2 separate regions of the Cyprinus carpio genome follow, and region 2 is linked to region 1. A link is a contact called in public Hi-C data. All regions are on one chromosome and are shown on one strand. The core of a region is the stretch at or near the end of the contact, and the rest is flanking DNA. Distances in the headings are between cores, read along the strand shown.

Region 1 (2,654 bases), core at 79-2,578:
AATTTTAAATGCATACGACATTATGCACTTAGCATATTTACTTGATTACCCTAAGGTTAATATTTTTTTTTTTTTTTTTTTTTTTTTCTGTTTTTATATATCATTGCTCATTAATTTTACATTTCTTACATTTCAAATTACTACAACATATTTAGATAGACTGTCAGTGGTCTGAAACCCTCTGCGTTTCTTGATAATTTGTACATACACTAGAATTTAATAACTTGGAAATGGATCTACAACCATTTCTGGACTCATAACCCTCAACAACTTTCCATGTGAGCGTTCACAGTTTATTAGTTCCAAACATTATTGTGTTTCTGCAACTATATGCACAACTCATCAATTCTTAAATTATATTCATACCTGGCAATATGGAATTGCTTTCTTTTGCATTTGCAAAGTACTTCATTATTATTATTTGTGTGATATGATATTTAACTTATTAACATATAAACTATCAACATACAAAGAATGATTATGAGAATATATATATATATATACACTTTATTTTAAGGTGTCCTTGTTAGAGTGTACTTATACATTTAAGTACTGAGTAATATTAATTAACTACATATACTTAGCCTACTATATGGTTAGGGTTAGGGTTAGGGTTTGGCTTAGGGTTACTTGCAAGTAATTATGCATAATGTATTATTTTAATAAGTAGCCTACATGGAACGTGTAACAAGGACACCTTAAAATAAAGAGGGTTTCTTTTTCAGTTTTGTATTAGTTTTGTATTTGATCAGTCGCAGTGAATCAGTGCACTGTCACATAGTCACCTCAGGGTGTCGCTCCGAACTAAGCGATAATCCTCAATCAGCGAACAGACGTCTAGCGGGGCGACGTGCATATGAAATACCACTTTCATAACTCTGGACGATATTTATTTTTATACTACATTCTATTTTTATTTGATAGATAATGACATTTACAAACTCTTATTTTCTATTCTGTTGTTGATTTACTGTTTACCACTTTCATAAAAAGACACCTGCGCTTTTACAAACTCTTATTTTATATTCAACGTTGGCCAAAAAATTGAATGATTTACTGTAACTAATCGACACTCTTCTATTTTTATTTGATAGATAATGACATTTACAAACTCTTATTTTATATTGTGTTGTTGAATTTATTTTCAATCACATTTGACTCTAAACAGGACTTTAACTTGCTACATGCCTCGGACAATCTGAATGTTAAGCACAGAGATGTGTGTTACTCGTTTATCGAAGGTTTGTGTTGTTACCTGCTTCACCTGACGATCAGACGCACGCGCACGATCAGGCACATCTGCAATGACGTCATGGCGAACCTCCCCGGCGGTGTTTGAGTTTGAGTGCTGCCTCAAATCCGGCTTCAGTATTAAAGGCTGCAAGTCTCTGATCAGCGCTGCTGTCCTGCAAGCGCACCGATGCGCGTTACTGTTACTGTTCATCTCTGGTGAATCAAAGAGCACGAGACCAAACAATAAGCCATCACACACGCTGGAAACTTAAACAGTTAAACATGAGCTGATTACACAAACTTATTCAACAACTTTTTCATATTTTGGAGTCTTCCCCCCTGCATTGCTGATGAAGTGAGTTCATGGAGAGCTTTTTTTTTGGTTCCTGTACAAGGACACAACTACATTTGTTGGCATGAGAATGGCTTGAAGCGAAACGAGAGATTTGCTGAAGAATGCACTGAAGGGGAATCAAATGAAGATTTCTACTGTCTGCATGTGTTCTGCAATAAAAGATGAAGACGGTAACTATCATTTCTTACGGTCTTTCAGACAGGAAGGATAGTCTGGGCATTCCCAGTGGAGTTTGCACAGAAGATTTCAATGCATGTCAATATAACGGAGTCTGTTTTTAATAGTAATCCTTTGTGACGGCTTTATCTCAGACGACAACATTAATGAAAGATAGTAAATAAAAAAAAGAAAAAGAGTCCCTTGGTGCACATTTGTAGTCTTCTCGCTGGTCTGGTGTGTTTTTATTTCAGCGGTCAGTGTAATAGTGTTGGGCAGCTGCCAGCTGTCTGGGTCAGACACGTTTTAGACTCGAGCTGCTGTCTGGAAGAAGCCTTTTATTAAACTTATGAATGTTCGTCTGTACAGTTACCTCTTCAGCTTCTGCTGCGATAGTAAGAAACCCATGACATATAGGATATATCTGTCGGAACTGGACGACTCTTCTGGGCATTTGATTTGATGTTCATCCGGTGAGTTACTTCTGGAGTTGCTTTTACTGTCACATAGAGCTCTATACATTGAGTCTAGCAACAGTACTGTAACCCAGTCCTGCTTTGCAGATAGATAGATAGATAGATAGATAGATAGGCAGACTGACAGACAGATAAGCCTCATGTTGCTTCAAAATTGTGTAACTTTCTTCTGTGCAAGATAAAAGATGAAGTTTTGGGAAATGTATCACTGGTTATTTTTTTTGTCCATGCATTTTTTGTTAGTTACCAGTTTTCTTCTTTTGAGAAATGCACACAGATGAGTTCGTACGCGATGACAGAAGTGTTGTTTTTGTGTGAACTATCCATTTAACTATCCATGTTGTGTGTGTTTATATAACAAATATATTAAAAATACTGTTCAAAATGAAGACAAAAATACATTTTGATGTCAAATGTTAGTGGATTAAGTTCTG
Region 2 (2,654 bases), core at 41-2,540, 91 kb after region 1:
GAGTACTAAAATTATTTAAAATAACACTGAAATAAATTAATTTAATTAATTGAAATCAATTAAAGCTAAATAGAAATAAAAATACATTTCAAAAACATGTAAAATTACTAAATCTAAAATAAAAAAATCAATATGTCAAATGATACAATGCTTTAGTATACAGTCACATTCATAATACTTCTTCAAAATAAATGTGACGCGATTCATCTCAGAGCTGGTTAGTTTGATTAGGACCGAAGTACTGGAAAAATACAGTACTTTTGTTCTTAAATTCAATGTTATGCTCTCTATAAAAATCTATTAAAAAGGAAAACAATGACATTTAAGTAACATGATGCGAGAGAAGATATTTTACTGAATTTTGATTCCAATAAAGGATGCACACCTTTCAGTAGCCTCCGATCCAGACACAGTCGTTTTGAGCTATGTGTCCATGGTATCCTAGTGAAACATTCGTGTTGACCTCATCTCAACCTGATGACAATAACACAGCAAGAGAACAGCTGAAAAACAGCTCATGCACAGCATTACACAAAGGTAGTTAGCTCTGAATAAGCAAACAATATTCCATTCCTACCAAACTGCAGTATGGAGAAACAAAAAACAAAAAGGCTACAGTAAGAGGTATACTTGTTTTTAATGATTGACCCTAGCGCACAAGGGAAAGATGGCTTATGGAGACATCTAGAGTCCAGTACTTATACAAGCACCAGTGAGGGTGCAGATGTTTATTTTGGGTAATCTGGGCATCAGAGCATCAATGTCAAGATATTGTCAATGTATATCTTACTTTCCTCTGTGGAACACAAAACAAGAAATGAACAATGTTTCAGCTGATTCTGTCCAGGTAATCAAAGTCAATATGGTCCAAAAAACACTGATTGAATCCCATTTAAACCTTGCTTAAATCCTTTAGCACATTTGGTGGTCCTAGTCAAAAATGACCAGCCTTTTAAAACTTGCTTGTAAATCTCTCATTATGCTATATTATCACCAAATCTTGGACTCAATCTTCTACTCGGCTTTCTTTCTTTCAATTTTGTATTTCTTTTTTTAGGTTTACTGGTTGTTTATTGATCAGAGCTTATGCACATGAATAAATGAACGAATGAATGAATGATTTCATTAATTAACAAACAAAAGACATTATTTGTAGACAATTTTGGCAAAACACTCAAAAACTGAGGTGCATAATAATCTCAGGTCAATGAGACCTACAATCAATCAGTTCCAAAAATAAATATGCAACCTGTGTTAATTTGAAACTGATAAAAGAAAAGCTTGAATCCAAAAACATAGCATTAACAGGAAATTTATAAGCAATTTTTATAGCCCACAAGTTCACCACAAGCTTAACAAGGTCCCTTATGAAAAATTACCATGGTTTTATTATAGTTAAAGTGAAGTAACCACTGGTTTTTGTTGTTGTTGTGCATTGATTACCATTTGTATAACCACAGTTTTACTATAAATACCATGGTTAAACTATAAATAGTGTATCAAAACAACGGCTAATTAGTGGTACTATGGTTTAACTATAGTTACCATGTTTTTCGGTTTTATTTGCAGAAAAACCATGGTTAAGGGGTGAGGGAAAATCCCAGAAAAGTACATGAATTATCAAATAAATTGTGGGAAGTTGTTGCCCAAAGGCAGTAAGCTTTGTCCAATGCGATAATATTAGCTAGCATTTTTGGAAAAAGAAAAAAGAAAATCCTCTCCAGGTCAAAATAATCAGAACACAAAGAGAAAAAAAAGAAAGAAACCCATGCAGATTTGGAATGACATGAGGGTAACTAACTTTAGATTTTTAGGTGAACTATCTCTTTGAACTAACTTCTACAGAAGCTCTCACTGTCAAAATAATTGTCTGCTGAGTTTGTGTGAGAATCCAATGTTGGTGACACCGTCCCGCCAAACAACACCATTTCTTTCTTTGGCAAAGCTATGAAGAAAATGTCAGCGTTCAAGATGTGGATTAATGTGACTGTGCTTCAAACATCTCCTCTGAGGCAGCACACAGACATGTTTTTCAGAAAGGTATGAAAATAAGAAGCAGACCAGCCCGTTTCCTCCCCGGCAGTCTTGCACGCCGCCCAAACGTGGCCTCTTGAACGGTCTCAGACATGAGGAGCTTCATCATAACTCCAGAGTATCCAACATTTGGGAGGTTTAATAATAGAATCTAATGAATAATCCATGAAAGCGACTCTGATGTTTATGTTTATGTGTCAGGTGAGATGATGACAAAGTTCAGTCCATGTTGAAGAGTTAAGATTGCTTCATTGGTTAATAATTTAAAGTTCAGGGTTTTTCCTTGTCCCCATAGTCTTCCATAGTATACATTCAGGCAGGCCTTAAATGGAAATATTATTACAGTCGCAGACTGCAAGGTTAGATAACAACCATCCAGGGTGTAATTCAATGCAAAATGTCGTTCAGTCCGAAGTAAAATATTTTTGAGGTTTCCTTTTTAGAGTTTAACCTTGGTCTTGGTTGAAGACTTGGGCTTAATTTATTGTTTTGACTGGTTCCTTTCTATGCTTTAAAATTTTCGGGAAATAATATTCATTCCAGATCGGTCTCGTCAAATTCCTTTAGTACCAAGGTCTTCATGAGCAATGCACCATGGATCCAGAAGTCTGGCGAGTACA

The links. Hi-C and Micro-C count contacts between places; a contact is called where the count stands out from the background.
Region 2: a Hi-C map of skeletal muscle shows a contact between it and region 1, with 5 times the contacts expected there. The contact joins the enhancer-like site here to the promoter of adamts6 in region 1. A contact is called at or near these places in 3 of 8 Hi-C or Micro-C datasets (liver, red blood cells and skeletal muscle).

Annotation. Positions count from the first base shown.
Region 1 is chrB10:5,753,651-5,756,304 of ASM1834038v1, forward strand. It overlaps adamts6 (A disintegrin and metalloproteinase with thrombospondin motifs 6), which reads left to right and starts at 1,329. Exons shown (of 26, transcript XM_042732217.1): 1 at 1,329-1,758; 2 at 2,114-2,217.
Region 2 is chrB10:5,845,066-5,847,719 of ASM1834038v1, forward strand. No RefSeq gene overlaps it. Among protein-coding and RNA genes, the nearest start is that of cwc27, 45 kb to the right of the region's middle. Within about 2 kb of position 1,291, at least 1 of the 8 cell types and tissues checked has an H3K27ac peak or open chromatin away from gene starts, as enhancers often do.